2 separate regions of the Rattus norvegicus genome follow, and region 1 is linked to region 2. The links are chromatin contacts, called in public Hi-C maps. All regions are on one chromosome and are shown on one strand. Each heading gives the region's core, a stretch centred on a gene start, on an enhancer-like site or on the middle of the called end of the contact. The rest is flanking DNA. Distances are from core to core; before and after follow the strand shown. Region 1 overlaps C1h10orf90 (similar to human chromosome 10 open reading frame 90). Region 2 overlaps Adam12 (ADAM metallopeptidase domain 12).

What was found. Hi-C and Micro-C count contacts between places; a contact is called where the count stands out from the background.
Region 1: a contact with region 2 is called in a Hi-C map of the A7r5 cell line, with 4 times the contacts expected there. The contact joins two enhancer-like sites. A contact is called at or near these places in 2 of 12 Hi-C or Micro-C datasets (the A7r5 cell line and Schwann cells).

The regions. Positions count from the first base shown.
Region 1 is chr1:198,563,443-198,570,646 of GRCr8, reverse strand. C1h10orf90 (similar to human chromosome 10 open reading frame 90) reads left to right here. Exons shown (of 9, transcript NM_001163214.3): 3 at 4,068-5,184. Among named protein-coding and RNA genes, the nearest start is that of C1h10orf90, 14 kb to the left of the region's middle. Within about 2 kb of position 5,161, at least 7 of the 93 cell types and tissues checked have an H3K27ac peak or open chromatin away from gene starts, as enhancers often do. A contact at or near this core is called in the A7r5 cell line, where this site is marked.
Region 2 is chr1:198,320,557-198,327,146 of GRCr8, reverse strand. All of the region lies in intron 3 of Adam12 (ADAM metallopeptidase domain 12), which reads left to right. Among named protein-coding and RNA genes, the nearest start is that of Adam12, 120 kb to the left of the region's middle. Within about 2 kb of position 3,241, at least 8 of the 93 cell types and tissues checked have an H3K27ac peak or open chromatin away from gene starts, as enhancers often do. A contact at or near this core is called in the A7r5 cell line, where this site is marked.

The DNA of each region.
Region 1 (7,204 bases), core at 3,912-6,411, 240 kb before region 2:
GTGTGTGTGTGTGTCTGTGTGTGTGTGTCTGTGTGTCTGTGTCTGTGTGTCTGTGTCTGTCTGTGTCTGTGTCTGTGTCTGTGTCTGTGTCTGTGTCTCTGTATTCACCTGTGTATATAGAGGCCAGAGGTTGACTCAGTGTCTTTGTTGATTGGTTTCAAACTCATTTTTGGAGATAAGGCCATCTTGATCCTGCCTTATAGGCACATGCTGTCATGTCCTGCTTTTTATGTGGGTACTGCGGATCTAAATTCAAGTTCCTATGCTTGTGCAGAAGCACTTCACCAACCAAGCCATCTCCCCAGCCCTGGGTTGTATATTATATTTGATTATCTATTTGTCTCAGTGAGAAAAACTAGATTTGATAAATAAAACTTGCCTTCCAGGAGTATTGGAATATATGTTAAAGGGTGAAAAGTCCTTTGTTTCCTTTTTAATTTCTCTAAGTTATTTTGGGGATCTTTTGTCAACCCTCAATCTAACGATTGTTCTGATCATTTGGATATTGTCCCCAGGCAGTGAATTCCAGCAGACAAGGGTTTATAATACTCAATATGCACCTGGCATGTAGATAAATGTCCAATAAATATTTGTCATCTGACTCGCTAAGCAGATGGCTTGCCTATAGCTGTAGTTATAGACAACACCAAAAGCAGTGATAGGCAAGTTCACTGAGACGCTTCTGCTGCTTTGATCACATTGATCATCTACAAATCTCTGCTGATTTACGGGAAGTGTAATTTATACAAATGATTATAATTATTAGTGTTTATTGTTGACTCGACAAAATCCAGAATCACCTGGGAGATGGGACTTAGGGAAAATCTGGGAGGGTGGGTTTCTCTGAAGTTAACTGATGTGGGACTTATCTTACACGTAGCACCATTTCACTGGTAAGACCTGGGGTCTTTGTGTGTGTGTGTGTGTGTGTGTGTGTGTGTGTGTGTGTGTGTGTGTGTGTGTGTGGTCACAGTGTGATGAGCTTCTTTTAGCTGCTGCTGCTGCTGCTGCTCTTTCCTTCCATGATGAACTATACCTTGAACTGTGAGCTAAATACACCCACCTACACTTCCTTCCTTCCTTCCCTCCTTCCCCTCTCCTTCCCATCCTTCCCCTCTCCTTCCTATCCTTCCCTCCCTCCTCTATCCCTTCCTTCCTTCCTTCTTTCTTTCCTTTCTGTTACTTTTGTCAGGGTATTTTATCACGGCAGCAGAAAGGAAACTAAAACAAGGCTCACTTCGAGAGACAACATCACACCGGTACCTCTCTTTGTTCTTCATACCTTGCTGGTGAAGAGAATCTGTTTTTTCCTGGGCATGGTTCTGACCATCATGGATTCAGCCAGGAACAGTGTCACCCTGAATAACAAGAGCTTGAGAAAGAAGTTCATATTCACACATCTCATTGTCACCCTCTCTTCTTCCTTTTGATGGAATCAAGAATCACAGTCACACTTTCCAGGCCTCAGGTAGTGAAATGGCAGCTGACTCTTTATCCAGGCTCCCCGGGGCCTCTAGGATCTATTGGGATGATGCCCAAGGCCTGTGCCCCCAAGGAAGCCCTCAGCAAATATGTTTCTGAGCTCTGCCTGGAGGAACCAGACAGTCACTGCCAGTATCAGGGTCTTTTCTGTATGAGCTCTAAGCAGAACTGACAGCTCTTTACTCCTAGCTATACAGTCATGCTGATTCCAAGAACCAGACTCTTACAGGATCCTGAGCCCAAGATTGGGAACTCTTTAACATTGGCAATACCAGTACCAGGAAGGGGGTGCCTTTTAACAGACTCAATTTCAATCTTTTTCTTGGATTATAGCCATGCAAATCAAAGCTTCTCTGAGGTCTGGGGCCTCTAAAGAACCATGACTCAGGATGTATTTCATGTCCTAAATCAGTTCACCCTCTTTCCTCTATGTCTATGTCAAGGACAAGGGGCTGGTTACAAATACAGACTCTAGACCTCATCCCAACAGGTCCTGACTCAACTTAAGCCTGGAGATTAAGGTGTTCAGCTATCTACTCCCACTCTATGAGATTTTTAAGCATAGGTTGTCACTGGTCCAAATTTGAGGAAACACTGCCCTATGGAGTAAGAGCAACACTGCAGGTTCCAAGTTGGGTTTTTTTTTTTTTTCCTTCAAAGATCAATTGTCAAAGGAATTCCCACTGGGTATGATTACACCCATTGCGGGGTACACAGGAACAATTATTATCGGAACTAAATTTAACGAGGATGGGAGGGACTGTGTACTGTCAAATGGGCTCCAGGTGCACTGTCATTTTCTTGTATGCAAATCGTAGCCATGGGAGTGCTACAGGGAGAAGCGTGGAGTAGGAGAGTGCCACAGAGACACGGGAAGCCTGATAGAAACAGACACTATGAAAGCACTGACTTCCTCTAACCTGTCTTCAGTCCCCTAGCTTCTCTACTGATTTGTATAAGGTGGAGGCACGGGCTTCTGGGTCTTGCAAACTACAGGTAATTATTGTTCTGTACTGTAGCATCAGAGGTGCTAAGATGACATCTCCACTTGCAGCTGGAGACTCCTCCAGGTTGACCTTAAACTTTGGAATGACCTTGAATTGGAAGAGATGCTTGAAGTGTTGTCTAAGAGTTGAAAATATTTTGCTTTTAAACACTGAAGGAAGTTTGAAATGGACTCCCCATTCACCACCCTTCAAATTCTTTTGAAATTTGCGACTTCTCACATATTTTTACAAAGTAAACAAAGGCATAGAAACTGAGGGGGCCGGGCATGGTTGCATATCCATTTAATCCCAGCGTTTGGATGGCAGAGGCAGGCAGATCTCCAAGTTCAAGGCCAGGCTGCTCTACACAGAATGCTGCTTACTGGCCTGCTCCTTATGACATGCTCAGCCTGTTTTCCAGCTGCACCCAGGAGAACCAGCCCAGGGATTGCGTCTCCCACAGTGGGCTGGGTTCTTCCATCCCAATCATCAACCAAGAAAGTGGGTACTACAGATGTGCCTATAGGCCAGTCTTATGGAGGCATTTACTCAATCGAGAGTCCCTTTTCCCAATCGACTCTAGCTTGTGTCATCACCGGGTCATATGCAGAGTCATGTGTCCAGATAGAAGAGAATATTATTTAACTATTTAATGAATGTTAAATCTGCCATAAAGGAAATGCAAATCCTCCCCTTGTTCTCTTACATCTTGGAAAAGGCAAACCCTAATCTTTCTTTCATGGTACCTAGGCGCACTCCTTATAGGTGCTGTTTATTACGATGGCAGCAGACCAGCCGTGACTCTGTTCGTGCTCTCTAAGTCACTTCCATCAGGACCACTGGTGTATGCATGTGGGCAAAGTCCTCAATACCCTACACTCAGAATTTCAGACCTGCCAGGGGAACCTGTGTTCACAACTTTCTAGGTGATTCTCAGATGTGCTGGGGTTTGAGATCTGCTCTTGATGCCCTTTGGCTTCCAAGCCTGTGGTTTTTATCATTATTTCAGAGTCTGAGCAATTTTGTACACAAGTTCCAGAGGGCTCTGACACACTAAGTACTGGGCTGTGGTCACACTAAGTGCTGGGCTGGGGTCAGCCTTCTGCAGCACTCATAACACATACAGGAAAACACAAGGATTCTCCCTTTTGTTCTTTATCCGTTAGACTTATTCTACACAATGGTGATTTGCATAAGGACTTAAGAACTGCTAATTAGGAAGCATGGAATTCCTTGATCATTTAAAGTGTGGACAAATGCTCCTCACAGAGAAGCATTGAGCTACAGCTCTACTCTGTATACTGGTATATATCCATCTTGGTACATCCCATTCTGGAAAGAGAAGCCGACTGATTGGCTAGTCTCGGAAAGTGAACTTGGACATTAGATTTTTCCTAACATCCAGAACATCACTTCCTCACAAACATACCTAGGTCTCCATCCCTCCAGGATGCTCAGGTTTGGCATCAAGAAGTACCTTAAAGGCCTTAATGAGAAGTACAAGTGCTCCTTCTCCAGCATCCCCGTGACCTGTAAGAGTTCACTACCTGTATTCCCACGAACTGCTAGAATAATTGAGACTTTTTATCTACTTTCTAGGAGACACTGGCATCACAGAACACAAGAATGATATCACCTGTCGTCATTTCCCGGCTGATTGATGAAAAGAAATCGATGGAAAATGGAGCTGTGTTGTCACAAGCAATCGCCCAGCCTCAGCTGTGTCCTCCAAAGCCAGCTTCAGCTAGGCCCGGTGGAGTGAGCAAGCACAGGCCATTTGCTTTATCTCCTGATGGATTAGGAATTTTGGCTCCATCAGATGAGCAAGGACTGGAGATAGAACCACTGTCTACAGGGGACAATCTAGGCAAAGGTCCCCGCAGTGGCTTCTCTTCTATCACCATTACTGCCCGACGTGTGGGTCCTCCAGCCAGCAACTTGGTATGGGACACTTTTAGGGACCCACTGTGTTCCAAGTGCGGGACCAAGGATGCTGGGTTCCAAGACCCCCCAGTTCTGGCTAGTGGTGCCCATCTATGTCAACACAATAGACCCTACAGCTATACAGAGTTCCCCAGCAATGGCTCTGTGGAGGGGCTGAAGGTTACTCAGGCTCACTCAAGGCTGTGTGCAAGGCAGGACTACTGGGTCACCCATGCGGATGATAATGAGGACAGTTTTTCTTCCGACAATTCACCATCAAGAAAAGTCCCACTGGTATTTAGTTCTTGTGTCCACCTCCGGGTGTCTCAACAGTGTCCCAGTGCCATTTACTATTTGGACAAGTCTCTTTCTGTCCCCCTTGAGCAACCTCAAATTGCTAGCCCCAAAATGCACAGGTCTGTCCTGTCTCTCAGCCTCCGCTGTAGTTCCCACCAGTTAACAGCAGATGGAGTAGACAGCCCAGCTAATGGAGAGCCAATCAGCAGAGCTCTATCACAGGAACTCTCTGAGGGAAAACAGGACCTCCTAGGCTCACAATGGGGCCAGCCACAAGAAGGTCACTGGAAGGAGAGCCCAGCATTGGTGCCAGTACATTTGGGGAGTGGCACATGCCCTCAGACTGGCTCCCCTCCACTGGAAAATGTCAAATTTGCAGATGTGGGAAGAAACCAGGTCCCAGTACACAAGGAGAAAGAGGATCATGCAACATGTACCAATAGCAGCCATTCTAACCAACTCTCCATCCATATTCCCGGATGGAGTTACAGGGCTGGTGAGTAGCCTGCAGGAGGGTGCCCAATATCCGTGTCTAGCTAAGAGAGTGCCATTGAATTTCTTCTGCTCATCCCAGTAGATCATTCCCATTGAGCATTAGGTTATCTCTGTCTCAAGTCAGCAGCTCATAAGTTAGCACTGACGTCTGAGTAAACAAATATTCTCAGACAAGTGTTCTCAAATAACACATTTGTAGATAATAAGAAACCTTCACTCATGATCCCTCTCCCAACAATAGTGCCAGGTCATACAGGCAATCCATAGCAAGCAGTGGTTCCCAGAGCAGCTGGAACAGAACAGAGCATGCTCACCCCACATTCCAAAACAGGGTAAGTAGAATAAAACAACACCCACACCCATACTCTGTTTTTAACTCCTCAGGGGTCCACCGACTAAATATTGAGAGTTCTAGAATTCTGAGGTTTTTACTTTTTAATCCTATCATTGATAAGTGTGTTAGCACCAACATTTAAAAACTATATCTGAGTTGTATAATGCTCTCTCTGTGTGTGTGTGTGTGTGTGTGTGTGTGTGTGTGCGCGCGCACGTGTGTGTGTGTGTGTGTGTGTGTGTGTGTGTGTGTGTGAGTGTGTGGGAGTATTGTAAGTACAGCATGTTTTCTAATGGGGAAGTTGGAATGTTCTTTACCAATCATCGGCAAAAGGAATCATGTGTCCTGGGTTGTGTCTGCAGCATCCTTCCTGGCTGGGCCTTTTTGCTATTTCTGCTATTTCAGGGCCAGACAGAATTTCCCAGGTGGGCTTCCCAGAGACCCTTTGGCTTTCAGGAGAGGAAACGAGTCTGTCTTGGAGAGAGGGAAGCAGCCCAGATTTCTCTGTCTCTGTTTCAGTTGTACTTTCTGTGAGAGTGACTGGTTTATGAGTCATGGACTTTCCACTTGGGGAAAATATTTAAAAGAAATAATAGTAAAACTGAAAAGGCAGCATATGCATAATAATTTTACAGCATGAGTTTCTTATCCATTTAGCATTTATTAATTAAATAAAAATGACTGTAAAACACTTAAAAACTATAATGCATGTGGAAGCGTTAAATGATGTAATTAATTTTAACAAGTGTAGATATATTGGATGTTCAGAGATCTTTAGCGTCAATTCAATATAGCTTTTGGATTGATTAAACTATTGAAACGCCTGCATCAACAGACTCACTGCATTCAGGAAAATGCAAGCAGTCATTCTGTGTTCGAAAGATAAATGCCACTTTCGTATTTAAGGCAAGCGCTCAAGCTGAACACTTCGAACGCCTCATCCTCCTTATTGATGATGATTCCAGAAATAGAGAGGCTGCATTCTATGGCAAGCATGACTAGAGGCTCTGTTTCAAAGTATAGAATAATCACTTGGAAATTTTTAAAAGATCTCACCAAAAGCTCTTTAAAAAATAACCAGGTGGGTTGGGGATTTAGCTCAGCGGTAGAGCGCTTGCCTAGCAGGCGCAAGGCCCTGGGTTCGATCACAAACTCATCTCAGGGCAGAGTGGCTTCCCTGTGGCTTTGAAAAGAAGCTGGTTGTTCCTGGGCGGGTTGGTGGAGGTTAGTTCTGCCTCCTGTGGGGCTGACGTCCCTCACAATAGTCATGTATTATAGAGACTGTAAATGTGTTTAGAGCCTGACTCTAAATCACAGTACCGAATCTTATCATTTGAAGAAAGCCACAGAGGCTGGAAGAACCCTCAACATCATTTCCTATTTTCTAGCTCAATGAATGTGGACGGTGACACAGCCACTCCAAGCTCTTTTTCTTCACTCAGTAATTAGTGCTCTTAAATGTCTTCAAGCTTAGGTTTATTTACTATCCTCTATTAGCCCCAGATTTTTGAACAGAAGACATATCATGTGAGCCTCGACAGTTTCTATCCTAACATTCAACACGATAGAAAACATCAAAGATTGGGGAGATATGCAAACACTAAGGCCCAAAGGAAGCTGAGAGCCATGTCTTTTAGAAAGCTGTGCTCCATTAGAATAGGGGGTAATTTATTGTTTGAGACATGTA
Region 2 (6,590 bases), core at 1,992-4,491:
CTTCTGCCTGCCTTTGATTCATCCACTCAGCCTAGCTCTCTTCCAGTTTAGTCAGAACTTTCTCTTTCACCTTGACATCAGTGTGCATAAACACCTAGGCTGTGGTGTTGTGTTCCTAAGCCATTCCTTGCCCAGTCCTGTGCCTCCCTTCTACACCCTTTTCTTTCCCACAAGGAAGGGACCTGTCTTATGCTTTCTTCTCAGCCCATTGCCTTCTTGACCCCTAGTTCTATCCTCCTCTTGAAGAGATCTGTACAGGACTTCATGGTGATCTCTTCCCCAATGTCCTCAACCTATACAGCTACAGAATCTCTCTACAGGCTTCTCTAAGTGTGAATGAAGAGTTGTGTAACTGGTTCTCAGCCTTTCTGTCTGCATTCCATGGGAGTGCTCTGACATCTATCTCCTACTGCTGTAAAGTTCCAAAAGGAATTGTCACTGCCATGCTACCCATTGCCCGGTAACGGTCCATCATCTTCTAATTCAGGCTTGCTAGCCTGAGCTCCAGGCCCCTGTGGGTGGTGGTTATTCCCAAATGTTCACTTGCCCTTCTTCTTGGGCCAACAGAAATGCCTTTCATTGTCTACATTTGGTTTGAGTTCCCACGTTCCTTCTTTCAGACTCTCTAGGACATGCTGTTATTCCTTCTAATCCTCCTCCACGTTCACATGGATTCACACATGGGTTGTTTCAACAGTCAACTCAATAATTTTCCAGAAATTTCTGGCCACCAATTTATCTTACAAAGATGTTAGAGCAATCTCCCAACTCATCCACTCCTCAATTTTTTTTTTTTTTTTGCTACTACCAACTTGGTGCTCTTTCCAAAACATAGTTTAGTGCTCAACAGTGCTGTGCCCACTCACCCTTTCTACTTGGCTGGTTTTGTGTCAACTTGATGCAGAGAAGAAGGAGCCTTAGTTGAGGGAATGCTTCTGTGAGATCAAGCTGTAAGGCATTTTCTCAATTAGTGATCAATGGAGAAGAGCTCAGCTCATTGTGGGCGGTACTATCTCTGGGCTGATGGTCCTGGGTTCTATAAGAAAGAAGGGTAAACAAGGTATGTGGAGCGAAGCCAGTAAGCAACACCCCTCCTTGGCCTCTGTGTCAGTCTTGTCTCCAGGTTCCAGCCCTGCTTAAGTTTCTGTCCTGATTTCCTTTGATGATGAACAGCAATGTGAAATGTAGGCCAAATAAACCCTTTCCTCTCCAACTTGCTTTTCTGGTCATGGTGTTTCATAGCATCAATAGAAACCCTAGGACACCACTAGTTGATCCCCATTGCTGGGAGCTATATTAGGCACTTTTCCTATTCTGAGATAAAAATGCCCAAAGCTCTCTAAGGAAAAAGGATGGATTTACTTCAGATTACAGTTAAAGAGTATAGCCCATCAAAACAGGAAGTCATGACAGCACCTTGAGGCATCTGATTATACTGCTTCCACAATCAGGAAGCAGAAAGCAATGAATGCCCATACTCCACTATCTCACTTCTTTTAGGCACTACAGGACCCAAGCCTCGGGTATGTGCTGCCATCCTTCATAGTGGTTTTTTGTATCCTAATTAGCCAAATCAAGACATGCTTAGAGGCTAACCTAATCTGAACAACCCCTTATAGGTGTGCCTGGAGGCTTGTCTCTTGGGTGATTTCTAGGTCTGTCAGGTCGACAGTTGATACTATCCCAGGAGGGGATGCCCTAGTGTTTCTAGGTGTCTCCATGGTAGGACTCTATGTTACAATCCCACTTTCTTCTTTCTTTTTGTGTTCACTCCTGCTTAGCACCTCCTCAACACTCCTCATCCTATATTGCAGGCTTCCTCCACTCCTTATCATGCATTGCTGGCTTCTCCTCCACAGCCAACACCTCCATGTCTCTGCCCTCAATGCTCTCTTGTCTAGTTCCACCTGTGTTAGTGATGGGATTTTTATCACCATGACCAAAGTCCTTAGAAAAAGGTTAAGGGAGGAAAGATTTGCTTCTGACTTGTGCTTTCAGGAGTTTTAGTCCATGGTCAGTTGATTGTTTTGCTTCTAGGCCTGTGCTGAGGCAGCTCATTGTGGTGGATGAATGTGGCCAACTTGCTTACCTCATGATAGCAAGAGTAAAAGAGATGGAGCAGGAAGGATCTGGGGCCAAAATATATTCTACAGTGGCGCATTGCCAATGAATGCTATGAGCTTTGTTTTCAGCAGTTCCACTCAGTCAGGGCTTCTCAACCTGTGGGTCTCAACCCCCTCAGGGGTCACATATCAGATGTGCTGCATGTCAAATATTTACACTTTGATTCCCAACAGTAGCAAAATTTAGTTACAAACTAGCAATTAAATAGTTTTAGGATTGGGGTCACCACAACATAAGGAACTGTATTCAAGGGTCACAGTATGGGGAAGGTTGAGAACCGCTGTTCTAAATAGTCTGTTCAGATCCTGAATCCAGCAATGACTCAGTGTCCTCCTGATCGAAGGAAACACGGCTGGAAACACCCTCACAGACATGCTCAGAGGCTAGTCTATTAATGTAAGTTTCTCAGTCCAGTCAAGTAGACAATCAAGATTAGACACCCATCCTTTCCTTCACTTGGTGCATTGCCATCTATATAGTCTCAAGCGTACAGCCTGAGACCACCTTCTCCAGAGCTTTTCGTGTTGTTTCTAAGCCTCCTGTCTTATCCCAATTCAAGTGGAGTTTTCCCCTTCTCTTGTCCCATGCAGCTTTGTCATAGTGTGTGCTTTTCATTGTCCCTATTACTAAGATTGAAGGTACTAATGGTATACAAGCTACTTGGGAGCTCTTTATGGGGTCCTCAATGTCAGACACATACAATAATAGATATCAGTAAAAGCTGCGTAGATTTTAAGCTGCACTTAACCTGCTAGAGGAGCAGATTTAGGGCCCCACTGTTTAGCTAAGAGTATAATCTTCCTATGGCAGTTACCATGATTCCCCAACACATACTTAGTCAAAGATTTCCAGAAACTTTCCAGGCCTGTTCTTCCACTTCGAAGAGCATCCCTTGCCCTCCCTCACAACCTCTTATCAGCAGGCTGTGTTTGTTACCTCCAATATAGGCAGTATGGTAAGGAGCCAATGACTCATGTTTGTTCCCCAGATGTCTTTTACTAGTGGTCTTATCTCTCAGCGTGTTGTTCGGGCCAGATGAAGGTACAGGCTGTGCTACAGATGTCTCATGATTACTACCAATGCTGGACTAGAGGCATACACAATACTATGCATCAGAGACACATTTGATGAATTGTTTAGATATCTTAGCCTTCGTTTCTAAGTACTCAAGACAATCTAGCCCACTATTTTATGGCTGAACACTTATCTTTGAATCACCACAGAATAACCAAAACATGAGTAGGCAGTCTGGAAATGACGAGAATTTAAGCAACAGGAATTTTCTACTCCCAGCTCACCACCAGATCTGAATAGTACTATGAATTTTTGCTCAACTAGTCAATGTAGGATTTGAGAAACTTGTTGCAGTCAGTCACTAGAGTCATACTTGTTTCCCTGCAAGAACGCCATTACCATCGTAACTCTGTCAAAGGCCCTTTTCCCTCCAAGCTGCAAGCTAGACTAAGGATAGAGATGTCAGCACCATCTCCCATCCGGGAACTTCACCAAAATGCTTAGATATTTACATGTCTCTGAGAAATAAGGCATGTTTTATTGTAGGTGTTTTCATTTTCAAATAGCCAGCATTAGTGATGAAGGATGGAGCTCAGTTGAAAGAGTGCTTGCCTAGCATGTGCAAAGCCCTGGCTTCAATTTCTAGCACTTCATTAAACCAGATGTAGTGGTTGGTACATGGCTGTAATGTCAGGACTTAGGTAGAGGCAAGAGGATTCAGAGGTCAAGGTCATCATTGACTACATTTGGAGATAAAGGACATTTTAGACTACATGAGACCATGTCTCAATGCATAAACAAAAGGAAGAAAAGGGGTAAAAAAGCAAAACCCAGAAATTTAAGAATGTATGGTTTACTCATTCAATGAAGTCAATATGAATTCCTCAAGCTACCCCTATATCATGCTCCCAACACACACACACACACACACACACACACACACACACACACCACTAGAAGTTGCTTTCATTGAGTCTACATGGAGATTAACATTATTAGTCCCTGCCTCCCAGAGTGCTAAGAGAAGTTTGGAAGATGTGTGAGCTGAGTGAACACAAAGTAAGAATCAATAAATGCCCAATCTGGTTTCAATTACACACTTATTACTAGTCATTTCATTTGCCTGCTGCAGAATCATCCAGGAATTAAGCAGAAGAAACCTAGCAAAAAGATTTGATGGCTAGGCCACTCTAGGTGGGATTCTTACAATATTGTCCCTATTGCTTGAGCATGGATGAGTGATAACATAATATGAGTATGCTCCTTGCAGTGTCCTGTAGCCATCTCAGACGCTCTGGACATACAGATGTGATGAATATGTCTAGAGGGGAAAAAGGAAGGAAGAGGTAAAGTTATGAAGTGAGTATACATGGGTAGAGGGCAATTTCCCACAAGGGTTGGCTATGCCTCCCTCTACACGGCCTTGATTAGGTTCCATCCCTGGCATTGGGAGCTTCCACAAGGAGAAGAAAGTTGCATGAGATCTTGAGAGTCTACTGCATCTTGTGATAGAAAAAAGAGGCATGTACGTGGCACCACTGTGTACTGTTCTTTTCCATGTCAAAGTCCACAGTTAAATTATGTGTCTACCTATTTCTGCCCCAGCACAGAGACTTTGGCATCCTGAGGAGCCTGGGGTTCCAGCCATGGCTTTGTTTGTTATTTGTGTAGAAATTCCATACCTGTTCCAACTCAAAGAAAGCAAACTCGCTCTTTATTAAGCAGGTTCACACAGCTTGGGTCAGACGCTTTGCTGAGACCCACCGTGGACAGGCAGAGGCTTGCTTCACTAACTGCTGTGTTTGCAGGATCTCATGGAGGGGAAGCAAGCCCCCACTCCCCTGTGCCACAAGAACTGCTTACATTGTGCTTAAATTTGCCTCATTTTGCCTCGATTTTGAAAGTCTTTGGGGAATTTCAATGGAAAGCAAGTAAGAACATTTAGTGTTTACTACTGACCCAGAAATATAACTTACTCTCCTGCTTTGTAAAAATCCTTAGGCATCAAAGCCAGTGTTTACAAAATAGGTAAGGGGAGTTCTTTCCGAAAACATCAAGGGCATTTTAGAATATGTTTTTACAACTTGACAAAGTCTGTGAAGAAAACAAGGCTTAAAACTAAAGTGTTAGGAACAGTTGCCAATTGAAAACAAGTCATAAATGAAGATAAATTGACTCTAAGCGTATCATATAGAACAATGGGAAAATATTATCAGAATTGTAAAAATCTGATTTGTATGCATCTTTTATTTCCTCCAAACATAGCTTTGCAAGCGTAAATTGAAACAAGCAGAGACCAACTTGTATAATGGAGTAAAATCAGCCTGAGATTCCAAATGTATGTGTCAGGAGACACTGATTGGATTGGAAAAACAGAAACAAATAAACTTTGATTTCCCCTCATGAACTTTTTCTTTTCCATGGAGAATTCCAAAGGGTGTTTATAAGTCGTTTAACCACTAAGACCCCAGAGAATGTAGCAATAAGATAGTTAGTAATGTTCCTACTAATACCCCCTCCTCTTAGTTCTGTGTGTGCAAGCACACACACACACACACACACACACACACACACACACACACACACACACACACACATCTCCAGTATTCTAGCAATGGCCATGGCCATGCAAGTACTGTCCAAGCATGTTCCCATTTTCTAGATGGGGACACTATGCACAACACACATCAAATTTGCGCCCTGACTACATACCCCTTGGGTCACAAAGACACCATTCAAGCTTCATTCGCACTGAAGTTACAGTGCCCTCCAGAGGCCTCCCAGGCTAGCCAGTGTTGAGCATGGGTACATGGCATTGGTTCGTCTTCAAAATAACTCCACTGAATATTAGCATCATGCTGGCAATGGAAAAAAGCTGGAGCCCAAGACAGATTCCAACAGTCTCACTGCTAGTCATGTGATCTAAGAGACTAGAGGAAAACATTGGCTAAATGATGTTTTTATAAGAACCCACTATGGTTGTGATTTTTCTGATTGAGGCATAATTGATAGCACATAAAAAATAGCTATTTTAAAGTATACAAGCTCAGTGTGATTTGGTATATTCACAGTGTATTATAACTACTACTGCAATCCAATTTACTAGTATTTCTTTCTACCTCCTTCCAAAACCACCAAAAGAACCCCCAAAGTAAGTTACTTTCAAGTCACTATTTCCATCCCTCCAAAGCTCTGTTAGGCCCTCATCAGTGTGTAACTATGGATTTCACTATTTTATTTTCATTTATTTCAGTGTGATGTACACACACACATGCATATGTATATGTCATATATATATATAAATGCACACATACACTTACACACACACACACACACACACATACACAAGACATGCACATGTGAAGGCCATAGGTCAATGTTGGGTATCTTCCTCTATCACTCTCTACCTTATTTTAAGAAAGGATTTATTTATTTTTATATTAAATGTATGG